Linked DNA regions of Mus musculus: region 1 is linked to region 2. Evidence: chromatin contacts called from public Hi-C data. All regions are on one chromosome and are shown on one strand. Each heading gives the region's core, a stretch centred on a gene start, on an enhancer-like site or on the middle of the called end of the contact. The rest is flanking DNA. Distances are from core to core; before and after follow the strand shown.

Region 1 (6,555 bases), core at 2,031-4,530, 850 kb after region 2:
TCTGGTTCTGGAAGAGCAGCAAGGGCTCTTAACTATTGAGACGTCTCTCATGCCCCCATATATACTTAATTTATTACTTTTACTATTTATATATTTTTATTATATTATTTTATGTGTATTTTTTATCATGTATGTCTGTATATCACAGGCCTGTCTAATGACTTTCAGAGACATAAAATCCCCTGGAAATAAGATTTTTGAGTCTCCATGTGGGTGCTGGGGATCGAAGTCAGGGCTTTTTGCATGCTAGGCAAGCATTCTACCAACTGTGCTACACCCTCAGCTCCATTTTAGATTATTTCTAGGGTAAAATATCCATGAATGGGATGGCAAGATAGTATGGTGGGCTGTTTTAAAAACACTCTAAAAGCACTGCCAAACTGTCTTTCAAAGTGTGGCACCATTGTGTGTCCCCCACAGAGTTTGAGAACTCCAACATCCCATCTCCTCACCTGAACCTGCCACCAGTCCTTTTAATGCTTTAATTTGCCTCTCTGATAAGTTGCTCACATTTTCAGAGGGTGAGTTCATGACCATCATGATGGGGAGCATGGCGGCAGGCAGGCAGGCAGGCAGGCAGGCAGGCAGGCAGGCAGGCAGGCAGGCATGGCACTAGAGCAGTAGCTGAGAGCTTACATCCTTATCCAGAAGTAGGAAGCAGAGAGAGAGAGCTAACTGAAAATGGCCCAGACTTTTGACATTTCAAAGCCCAACCCAGTGTCAAACCTCCTCCAACCAGGCCATACCTCCTAATCCTTCTCAAAGAGTTCCATCCACTGGAGACATAAGCATTGAACTGTGAGCCCATGGGGCCATTCTCATTCTAACCACCTCCCAATCTGTGCATGTGTATTTGTGCCTAGCTTATTTTGTTTAACATAATGTTTTCAAGTCTCTTCCATGTTACACCATTATTTGTACTTTATTCTTTGTTTGTTTGGACACAGGGTCTTTCTGTAGCTTTAGCTGTCTGGAACCTTCATTCTTTTTTTGTTTTGTTTTGTTTTTTGTTTGTTTGTTTTTGTTTTTTTTTTCAAGACAGGGTTTCTCTGTGTAGCCCTGGCTGTCCTGGAACTCACTTTGTAGACCAAGCTGGCCTCGAACTCAGAAATCTGCCTGCCTCTGCCTCCCAAGTGCTGGGATTAAAGGGGTGCGCCACCACTGCCTGGCTTCATTCTTTTTTCTAGTCATGTAATATTCTACTTTATGGCTATGCTACCTTTTATTCATTTCCAAGTTGCTTGTCATTTGGGTTATTTTTGTTTTTGAGAGGAGAGGAATTGCTACAAATTATACCATTCTGAACATACTAGTGTTGTGTGGACCTGGCTTACAGTTCTCTTGGTTAGAACTAGGATTAGAATTGCTGGGTCATGTGGTTATTCTGTGTTTAACACAGAATTTGGTTAAATTTGGAGGAACCACCAAATTTTTTCCAAAGCAACTGTACCATTCTACACTCATACCAGAAATATTTTCCTGCCAACTCCACACCATTCATTACCTTTCCGTTGTTGTTTTTGTATGAAGTGGTGTCTCACTATGGTTTTGGTTTGCACTTTCCTGATGCTTCATGACGGCAGTTGTCTGCTTTTCTGTACCTCCTTTAAGGGGCTGCCTCTCCACAGCCTTTGCCCATCTTCAGACTGTCGCTTCCTTGTCAAGCGGTATATTGATATATCTTGAGTGAAAGTCCTTTGCATGCATGTGTGTTTATAATACTCTTTTTGTCTGTGACTTGACTTTTTAGTTTTTATGATCTTTTCCAAAAACCAGAAGACTTCAATTTTGAGGGAAACCAATTTATCAACTTTTACTTTTATGTTGTGTTTTTGTGTCCTAAGAAACTTTTGTCTAAGGACTGAAGATGGATCGATCAGTGGTTAAGAGTATTTACTACTCTTCCAGAAGACTTCAGTTAGGGTCTCATCACTCATGCAAGGGAGCTTACAACCTCCAGTTGCCAGGAGACCCACCACCCTCTTCTGGTCTCCTAGGGTACTCATATGGTGTGTGTGTATAATTTAATGTACAAATAAAAGTATTTGAAAAATCTAGCCGAGTGTGGTGCAACATGTTTTTAATCCCAGCACTTGGGAGGCAGAGGCAGATGGATACTTCTGAGTTCAAGACCAGCCTGGTCTACAAAGTGAATTCAGAACAGCCAAGGCTGTAGAGTGAGACCCTGTCTCAGAACAAACAATGGAAAAAGTACTTTTTTTTTGATGGCCCTTTAGTTAATTTAGAGTTTCACATGTCTTCTTACCTTGGGTGGACACAATGACCTTGGCCATGTGCTCATGGCTTGCGCTCACCAATATGATTGACTTACTCACATGTTTCTGTCAGCTACACAGACCAGAACACTGTTCACTTAGCAAGGAGATCTGAGACCATCAACCTCAGCCATACTCAAAACAGGCCTGACTACAGTCGGGGGGGGCAGCTTCTCCTACTCTGCCCTGGAAGGAGAGAAGCCGAGGAGAAGAGAGCTAAGGGCAGTGAGAGAGGTTGGTGGAATCAGCCAGGGGAGACAGGGAAGAGGAGGAGCGAACCTCCTGCTGCCTGAGGAGGGCAGCAGACACTCCCAGGGTCCTGCCAGGCCTGCTGGGAAAGTATCAGGCCTTTGTTCCCAGTCATTTCCCATCTCTTCCTGTCTCTTTGAACTGAGTCAAAGGGCTGGTGTGAGGGAAGTGGCCCCACAGTGGCCTATGGATGGATTTCTGGGAATTATAGAAAATAGCGGATGTTGTATAGTAGAGGCAGGAAGAAGCAGATTTGGAGGCTCTTGTCCTCTGGCCTCAAAGGCCTCTCTGGTCCATCCTGTGGATTCTCTTGGTCTGGCTCACACCAAGAGGCCACCGCTGCGGGACTCCTGTAGCCCAAGGGAGCTTCAGCCTGCTAAAAGATCCTGCTTGAAGCCATACAGTGTGTTAGTGTCCATTAGCTTCCAGCCTGTATCTTCAGCCTTCACCTAATTCTTACCCTCCTCACTCTCACCCTCACCGACGACCTATGAGGAGGCTACCCCAAGTGGCCACACTAGACACATTTGAGACTGTCACCTCAGCAGTAAATTCCTCAAGCCACCAAGAAGCTTAAAACCAAGAGATCTGTGGCCTGCCTTTACCTCAGAAAAGCCACGTGAAAACCCAGGAGGCAGGGTGGGGGCCCAGGGCGTGGGGCCCAGTTTTGTCAGAGGGTCGGAAACAGGATGTGAGCAGAGAGGGGGGTGTGAAAAATAAGGTGGCTTCCAGCAGAAGGGGCCACTTGGCACTGTGTGTTCTTAGCTGTGGAAAAAGACCCTGGGCTGTGTGGGTGTCATCACATCCTGCTGATAACCAGCCCCCCCCCCAGCCTTGCTTGGCTCCCTTTCAGAGCATGGTCTGACCCCTGGGCTTGGGGCAGGGGAGAGGGTGTCTGTTGAAAGAAGGACGGGATGTGACCTTTCAGAGGGTTGAGATTAACTAGTGTTCCTGACTCCCCAGGGAAGCCTGGTATTCAAGGTGAACCTGAACATAAACCGAGGCAGGCAGAGTGGGCTGTCCATCCATCCAATGAATGGAAAAACAGTGACATCCAGGCACTAGCTGGTGTGACAAAGCAGAACTGCCAAGGCCTACTCCCCGATGTCAGGGAGCCCTGGTGGGTGGACATAGAATAAAGCCTAAAAGGGGCAGAACCTAGGCTCTGGGTGGCTCAGGGACAAGCCTTTGATTCAGCCTGGGCATCTGCAAAGGCTTCTGGGAAGAAGTAAGGCCTAAGAGGAGTCTCAGAGGATGGGCAGGTGTGTGTACAAGTGTGTGTGCATGTGTGCATGAGTACATGTGCTTGTGTATGTGCATGTAAGTGTGTGTGAGTCTGTATGTTTGTGTCTGTGTATATGTGAAGGTGAGGGGATGTTGTGAGCCTACAGTGTGTCACCAAGGCCTTCTGCCCGCAAGAGCCCACTCCTTTGACTTACATGGGGTTTTTCTGGCACAGCTTTCTAACCTGGCTTCTCTACTCAGCTGAGGGGTTGAGTCCCTGAAAGTCCCTATAGCTCCCCAAATCACCATCAGCCATCTGATGGACCAAGGCTTCTCACTTGGCTTAACACCAGACTCTCCCATCAGAAACCCATTCCTATTCAGTTTCATATAGAATCTAGACCTTTCTCTTTTATTATTTATATTTGAGACAACATTGTACACTAAGACCTTTTTTTTTTCTTTCTTTCCTGAGACAGGTTTCACTGTGTAGCCTTGTTATTCTGGAACTCATTACATAGACCAGGCTGGCCTCGATCGAACCTGCCTCTGCGAGCGGGGATTAAAGGCACAAGCTACCACTGCCCAGCTATGACCCTAGTTTTGAAGCATCCTTTTTCCAGCTTGGCTTGGGTTTTCTTTTAGATCAGTGGTCTGAGTGACCGTCCTCTGAACCAAACAACCACTATCCTGGGGAGTCCAACTGTGCCTTCTTACAAAATGATTGTCCCTCATGGAGAGATCATGAAACCTCCCTCAGAGTATCCAGTTGCTCCCTACTACCTGTTACATATGCAACTCTGTCTTAATTGATGTGGCCTCTGAGAGGAACTAGAGTATATGGGGAGCGAAGTCCTCATCCCTGCTGGGTAAAGCCTTTCCAGGTAGGGTGGGAGTAGGGGGCAGGGAGTGGGACACACCCTTGTAAGCAGCCCCTCATCTATGGCTTATAAGGAAGTCCATTAAACTCATTGCTTCTCCAGAGTGAACTTTGGTGAGATGGTGCCTCAGTCTGGTTTTGAGACCTTAGGAGAAGGGGTTAGACATTGTATATGTTTCTTTCAGGGAAGGAATTTTAGGAATACGTAGGTATAAAGTCAACATGATGATGATAATGCATTAGTATGGGGCATGTGCATACAAGTTCTCCCACACTTGTGGCTGTCAGAAGTCAATTTGGTGGCACTGGTTCTATCCTTCCACCATGTGGGTTCCTGGGGTAGCTTTCAGGCCCTCAGTCTTGGCAGAAAGACTGAGCCACCTCGCCCTCTCTCATTATCTTCTCAAATAGAGCCTTTCAAGGACAATAAAAATCATTTTTCATTTCCCCTGACAGAGACCATGCTAAGTTGGAAGTCTTCATACGAGTCTCTGCCTTTACACCACTGGTGTTCCAACAGTGTCTTCAGAACACTCCTAGCAGAGGGCCCTGTTCTCTCATCTACCTGCTTTGCCCAGTGTGCTGGCCGTGTGCCTGCCATCCTAACGGGTGACATACTCTTCTCATTCAGTGGGTACACTGACATTCTTTCACACCTCAGCCTGTAACCTCCCCACTCCTGGGAACACAGTATGCTTGATTCTTCTTCACTTTATTGATGATCAGTTCGTTGATTTTGAAATAGCTCACATCTTTACTTTCCTAGTTTACACCTTCTTTCTTCTCTTTAGTTCATATAGCTCCCAAAGTTTGGAGCTATCCTGAGCATTCAGAACCTTAGGAAGTTGACAGAGCCTTTGAAGGCTATAGGAAGGCTCTTTCCTTCCTAGTCAGTAATGATGGAAGCCATTTCCACCACACCCTCCTGGCTCAGAATGGCCTCAAAGGTGTTTACTATATGCCAGGCATTGTCCAAAAGTGCTGGAAACTTTTAACATGAACAGTGATTTAAAACCTGCCCTCCTATCCATACCAGGCCCAGGCTCTCTTCCCTTCCTGCTGCCTTCGGATCAGGATGTAAAGCTCTGAACTACTGCACCAGCTCCATGTCTGCCTGCATGCTGCCAGGGACCCTGCTATGATGATAATGGACTAAGCTTCTTTAGTTTTTAAGACCAAGACACTGGACAGGAAACAATCCCCTTTGACCTCAGCAGCTCTGTTTACTCTGCAGCCACACTGCAGAGCTCCGTGTCTAGCTCTCACAGAATCCTTTGGGGTTTAGCCTCAGTGTCCTAGAGATAACTTTGCTTGTTTGCCTTGTTTTGTTTGAAACAGGGTTTCTCTGTGTGTCCTTGGCTGTCCTGAAACTCACTCTGTAGATCAAGGTGGCCTCAAACTTAAGAGACCCACCAGCCTCTGCCCACTAAATGCTCGGATTAAAGGCATATACCACTACTGTCTGGCTGAGGTAACATTTTTTTGATCATCATTTCTTTTTTTTCTTTTTTTTTTTTTTTTTTTTGGTTTTTTGAGGCAGGGTTTCTCTGTATAGCCCAGGCTGTCCTGGAACTCACTCTGTAGACCAGGCTGGCCTCGAACTCAGAAATCCTCCTGCCTCTGCCTCCCAAGTGCTGGGATTAAAGGCATGTGCCACCACGCCTGGCTTTGATCATCATTTCTACCTGAAGTTTCTGGGATATGAAAAGACAAAGATTTGTGTATGATCTCAATTTTGCTTACATTGCTGACTTCTCTGGGGTTTGGGATAGAGTTAGGGGTTTGGGGTTAGGATTAGGGTTAGGATTAGGGTTAGGGTCAGGGGGTTAGGGATAGGGTTAGGGGTTAGGATTAGGGTTAGTGATAGGGCTGGGGGTTAGGGGTTAGGGATAGGGTTAGGGGTTAGGATTAGGGTTAGCGATGGGG
Region 2 (6,573 bases), core at 1,069-3,568:
ACTCTCTATATACTAGATATTCAATGTTATATTTATTTCTGTATGACTCTTTGAAGATACAATGAATGTTTTATTTAATCACTCATAAATCTATTTATCTATGTTCCCCTGAGGCTTATCTCGCTCACAAAGATAACATAACAAGATTGAGATAATAAGACTTGATGAAATACAGAATCAATAGAGTAAGGATGAGGGGTGTTTTATTGGCTGTGATGAGAGGTTTAAGCAAGTTGGTGGTATAGAGAATAACTGTGAATGGTGGTGGTGGTGGTGGTGGTGGTGGTGACAGCTAATATTTACCAAGCACTTGCCATGAGTTCTAAGAACTTGACCTTTGGTAACTTGTTCTATCCTTAGAACATTCTTGTGAAATGGGTACTAGTTATTCCATTCCATTACAGGAAAAACCAAGGTTCAAAGAGAATATTTTACACAAGGTTCCATAGCTGCCAGATGGGGACTCTGCACGTGGAGCCTCCACCCCCTTCACCTCTGTGCTGCTGCTGCTGCTGCTGCTGCTGCTGCTGCTTTCCAGCACAAGCAGTGTCCCTGACTCTACAGAGTAATCAGCTCTCATTTGCCTCACTCCCCATCCCCAGCCTTCTGCTACCTTCTTACTGAAGATAACAGTATATCTCCCTCTTCCCTCATGGAGCCTCAGTTCCAGTCCTAGTGGCTGTTGGCTTGGTGTACAATTACGACTTCCTCAGAGCCCCCTGGCAGTCCCCTGTGAGAGCAATCCCACTGCCCCTGTCGAGGAGCAATGCAGATAGAGTGGATAACTAGACCCTCTTTTCAGCTTCAAACAGGAGCTCAGTGACCAGGAGCCTTTATCCGTTCACTACTGGCCACTCCAGCAGAGGAATAAAGTGATACTAGAAAGCTCTTCACAGACAGGTAATGCCTCTGAAGAAAATGCCAGCAACCTGGAAGGCTGTGACAATGGGATTCTTACATGCCATATAACTATATTGCTGAACGTAACAGAGCCAATAAAATAAAAAAATAAAATAAAAAACCCACAGCAAGTGCTGCTAAACTGACACCAAAGCCTTGGGGACCTTCCTTGGGGGTTCCCTGGAAACAGCTCACACATATTTAGAGGACCATCATGGAGATAAGACCTTGAACTACAAGTATTTTGCTAAGTCAATATATTTATACAAGCATGGGATTTCATGAGAGGTTCCTGAAATAACCCCAAAGGGATTCCTGAATACAATGTACTAGATGGAACAAATTCTGACACAACAAGAAAAACTCTAGTCTATGACTTCACCCAGCAAGTGTGTATTTCTTGTTCCTGCTACTCTTCTAACCTGAGTCTGCTTCTGCTCGTTGCTCATGGTGAACCAGGACTATCTCAAACACTTCCTGTGCAGTACGAATGGGAAAGAGAAAGCCCTGGATGGCTACATCCATACATTAAGGCCTCAGCCCAAATGCCACAGCACAACAGAGGGGCCAATTCAGCCAGAAGCAAAACTAATGTGTGACATCTCAGCAATATGTGTGTGTGTTGTCTATATACACATATATATGCATCGCACACATCATAAATGCACCATGCACAAACACACACACACACACATATACGCATGCACGCACACGCTTTTTATACTCCAAACCCAATCCTGTACGCAGCAGGTACTTTTGACTCTTTTCTCAATCACCTCCAACACATGCTCCATCATGAAGAGTTCAACTCCCATCTACAACTTCCGGGTCAGGCTCAGATTCACTTAAACCAGGGCTAGGGTGTGTGTGGTGTGTGTGTGTGTGTGTGTGTGTGTGTGTGTGTGTGTGTGTGTGTGTGTGTGTCTGTGTGTGTGTGTGTGTGTGTGTGTGTGTGTGTGTGTGTGTGTGTGTGGTGTGTGTGTATATATAGATATATACTGGACATGAGTATGGAGGCCCATGCCCAGGTTCTCAGCAGTGAGTGCAGTGGGACATGCCCACATTCTCAGCTGAGTATGGTGGGACCCACGTTCTCAGCACTCAGGAGGTGGAGGCAAGAAGGTGGAAAGTTCCAGTCAGTCTGGAACTTTAGTGAGTTTGAAGCCTTGTATTGAGACCCTGACAGGAAAGAAATAAAATCTAAAAAGAGAGAGAGCAACTAGAGCAGGCCTTCCCCGAGGCTCCACTATCCCCCACCTGCTTTTTCACCACACTGTGTTCACATTTGCTACGGTCTAAGTTAGTTTGAGGGGTTTTTTTTCCTCCAACCTAACATCAAACATAAGCATTACTAATACATTCGAGGTTCATTCCTGTTCCGTGTAAGGCATGACTTTATGTCTGCTCATGCCTAACACACTGACTGCATCACAGAGTGTAACCTGCATCATGGAGTGTAGCCCTCCATAGCTCAGGGGTTGTCGGAAACACTGTGTGTTTCTGTGAATGCCACAAGCCAACCCCCGGGAGCTTTTGTAAGAGTCCCATGATTTCAACATTATGGAGACCGCTTTCTTCGTCTGATGAGACACTTGTATGTCATGACAACTATACAAATGTCTACCTCTTCTTGCTACAGGAAAACTCATGTGTCGTGTTGCTATGATCCACTCTACATTCCAGGGAAATAAAGAACCCCGCCAAGGGAACAAGAATCTCTAAACTGTGGAATTAAAAGCAAAGAGCTGTGCCCACCCACAGACTGCTTTTCAGAAAGGAGGAAGTGGCCAGAAGACAATTGTACCACTCAGGAAATATGTGAAACACCCACATTTACGCAAGGCTTCTCCAAAGGATGCACGGTGGGGCACATGGCTGCACAGTCAGGTCTGGTGGCACCTGCCTCTCTGATACCAAAGCTCCTCCATGGTAGTCAAATGTTGCCTGGTGCGATTCCTCCGGGCTCAGAATGGGAAGATGGAGAGTGAGAATGCACTGACACACGCTGCAGAAGGGGCTGTGTGGAGAGGGAGTTAGAGATGGTGGCTACCAGCAGCATCACAGCATTCTCCTCAGCCAGGGTCCAGGCTGCGAGCAAAATGTCCTTTTGTAGGGAGAAGGAGCTGTGGGAACGCCACCCCTAACAGTCACTCACTCTTCAGCTCCTGTTTGTAAAGGGCCGCCTAGACTACAATATAGACAGAAATCTATACACAGAGTAAGGCTGCGTTCTATCTGTGGGGGAGAAAGGCAGGAATAAACAGAAAAGAAACTTGTAAACTGGTGACATTATTTAATGAAGTGACCCCTGCTGTGCAAACGTTGGCAGCCAGCACAGAAGGTTCACCTTAGGGAGCCTTCTCACACGACTCTCCTAGTTAACAGGACCTCAAGTCACTAAGGGTGAGGGGTGAATATGGTCAAAATACATTAGAGAAATTCTCAAAGAATTAATAAAAATATATTATTTTGAAAGATTAACCTGATGAGACTGTACGCAAAAGAATCCCTTGTGTTAACAACAAAAAAAAATAGAAAAAAGAAAAAATTTAGGTGTATTTTAGCTAAAAGCTTAAAGTTGAGATAACTCATGCTTAATGCAGATTTTCTTTACTATAGATGTATGTCTATGGTAAGGATAATATATACATACAAGTATTTTTACATGTATACACATATGTGCATATATGTAGGATTATGTGATACATACACATGTATACTTGTGTGTGTGTGTCTGTCCATACACACGTATTGTATCTACAGCAAAGAATACCTGTTATCTGTGTATGGGTATACCTGGAGTTTCAGTTTCATTTCACAAATGGGGATTGTGTTGGGCAATCTCTATTGAGATCAAAGACAAAGACCACAGGAAGGATGGAAGAGCACGGCTGGCTCTCAGGGTGACAGTTTCACCACAGATGAGAGGTGTTGCCGCCTGCCATGTGCCAAGCACAGTGTATGATCCTCAGACCATCTAGGGAGCCAGAGTGTCTCCACACCGTTTTTTTACAAATGAGGAAATAGAAACCAAGGCTGAGAGCTGTTTTGAGGGCTGAGGCCAAACAGGACACTTCATAGAGTCCCATGTTAAAACACTGTGTTTGTGCAGGTGAATCAGAAATATGGAATCCCCAGACTGCCTCTTGGGAAAGGATCCTCTGATCTGTGCAGTGCAGCGAAAGGTTCACATTAATTCAATCAGCCCGAGCCGTCACTTTCAGCCTGAATCCAGTGTCATCACGCTGCTTGGGAGATCATTTCCCATCCAAGCAGTGTCAAGAAGAGCCCTTCCCAAGCTGCCAGACAGCCATGACAACTACCTTCCCTTTTCCACCCTCAGGCATCAGTTTAGTGTTTCAGCATCTGAAAGCCTATACTAGAACTAGTAATGTCCTATGAATAATGATTTATCGACAAAAGACTAATTTGGACAATTACCAGGGGAACAGATTACATTCTCCTCTGAGGTTAATTTAATCACACTACTTCTTTTGTTTGTCTGTCCAGGTGCATAGACACTTAAAACATTTTAGATAGTTCCAAACGCAATGTTAACTTCTCTTTTGTGACGTTTGAAAAAGTACTTCAAATTCCCACTGATTTATAAAGGGGCGGGGTTCAAAAGACAAGAAAGAGTAAAGTAAGACTGGGCTTCAGGGACCCTTTCTGGGAGCTTTGCTACTGGTCTGCTGACTCTTGCTTCTGCTTTGCCAGGGTGTTTTTGTGCCTCCTGCTGACATATCCAGCCTCAACTAGGGACAGGCCCTTGGCTTTGGCCACAGTCCATCTCAGAGCTTCAGAGCCTTCTGGGAGCAAAGCAGGCCCTGCATCGGGTTGATGTTAAAGCTAGCTCAGTTGGGCTCATCTTCCTAACTCCAGAGAGGTTTGGGAGCATAAAGTCCACACGAAGTTGATTTTTATTAGAACCAAACAGATCCTGCGCACACTGCTGTGCAGTCTGGAAACTGGGCCAAACTTCAGGATCTCAGCATTGAAGAGAATAACAAAGGCACAGTGGAGGAGTCAGGTTAACAAGGAAGGGCACTCGAAGCAATAATCCTTCCTAGGACTCTTCTCACCTCGGGCTTCTACATAAATAACAGAGCCTCAAGCGATGCCCTCAAAGGTTGGAGCTGGGCATTAGAAGGAAGCCCCCAGAACTCTGTGGCTCCACTCCGGTTCTTCCTGATCCTGTAACAACCCTGGTCTTTCTGTCCAAGGCCCCCTCACAGGCAGGATTAGGCAATATCCTATTTGTTGGGTGTACTTTGCCTGGCAAAGAAGTGCAGGGAAGAAGGGGATAAACAGAGGACTGGGTCAGAAATTAGAACAGAAAAGTATCTAGGTTGGTGAGGGGAGGGAGTCAGAGGACTTTAAAGGGTTTTTTTTGTATCATTAAAATAATTTATAAATTATTATAATTTATAAATAAAATGTCATTCTTCAATATTTTGTGTTCATGGCATGCACAGGTTTAATGAATTTTCACCAAATTTTGAGGCTAGATAAGACACTGCCCTAACCTTGCTTCAGGCCTGACAATAAGATTGCCTAATGGCATGCATGAAAAGTCAGGCGCTAGCTCAGAGATTCAATAAGAGACACAGTAGGAACCTGGTGTGAGTGCTGAGCAGACCATGTCTTCTTGGAGTCTATGTGGAGGCTGCTCTGATGGATACTGTAAGACATGAACCGAAGTCCACATACCAGGCTCCATAACCAAGAACCATGGGGACTGATTTATTTATTTAATAGATGACCATCCAAGCCAGGCTTGGTGGCGCCTGCCTGATCTAAAGAGCTAGTTCCAATACAGGCAGGGCTACACAGAGAAACCATCTAAAGATGGGGGGGGGGGGGTGAGGGAGGGAGAGAGAGAGAGAATGAGAGAGAGAGAAAGGAGAAGAAAAAAAGAAGAGGAGGGGAGGGGAGGGGAGGGGAGGGGAGGGGAGGGGAGGGGAGGGGAGGGGAGGGGAGGGGAGGGGAGGGGAGGGGAGGGGAGGGGAGGGGAGGGGAGGGGAGGGGAGGAGAGGAGAGGAGAGGAGAGGAGAGGAGAGGAGAGGAGAGGAGAGGAGAGGAGAGGAGAGGAGAGGAGAGGAGAGGAGAGGAGAGGAGAGGAGAGGAGAAATCTAGTCATCCAGCCAAGTATCACCGGGAGCCCACTATAAATAACAACCAGTGCACAAATTCACTTCAGGATCAGAGCAACCAGATCCAGCCCAGTGCCTCCTAAATGACTGAGCAAATGGGATACTGTACTGGCTACAGTAGCCAAACCTTTCTCATCTCATCTTCCCTCCTTCATCTCCTCTGGTGTATTTGCTCGCCTTCTCTGTCTTTTGCCCAACTTACTGTAACTGTGGTAAGAGTTAGAAAGCAAAGTTCATCCAGACACACACACACACACACACACACACACACACGAGGAAGAATCCATTGAGGTTTCAGCTGTGTTTAGAATCGATGCTGGAGGGGGCTGGAGAGACGGCACAGTGGATAAGGGCACTTGCTCTTGCTGAGGATCTGGGTTTGATTCCCAGCACCCACATGGAGGCTCACAACCTGCTCTAACTACAGCTTCAGTAATTCTGACACCTCCGGCCTCCTCAGGCACTGGCACACGTGATGCACAGATATAAATGCAGACAAAATACTCATTATGTGTAAAAT

Evidence for each region. Hi-C and Micro-C count contacts between places; a contact is called where the count stands out from the background.
Region 1: a contact with region 2 is called in a Hi-C map of CD8 T cells, with 2.5 times the contacts expected there. The contact joins two enhancer-like sites. A contact is called at or near these places in 2 of 484 Hi-C or Micro-C datasets (CD4 T cells and CD8 T cells).

The regions. Positions count from the first base shown.
Region 1 is chr2:127,311,446-127,318,000 of GRCm38.p6, forward strand. No RefSeq gene overlaps it. Among named protein-coding and RNA genes, the nearest start is that of Gm46762, 21 kb to the right of the region's middle. Within about 2 kb of position 3,281, at least 79 of the 459 cell types and tissues checked have an H3K27ac peak or open chromatin away from gene starts, as enhancers often do. A contact at or near this core is called in CD8 T cells, where this site is marked.
Region 2 is chr2:126,464,178-126,470,750 of GRCm38.p6, forward strand. All of the region lies in intron 3 of Atp8b4 (ATPase, class I, type 8B, member 4), which reads right to left. Among named protein-coding and RNA genes, the nearest start is that of Atp8b4, 24 kb to the right of the region's middle. Within about 2 kb of position 2,319, at least 99 of the 459 cell types and tissues checked have an H3K27ac peak or open chromatin away from gene starts, as enhancers often do. A contact at or near this core is called in CD8 T cells, where this site is marked.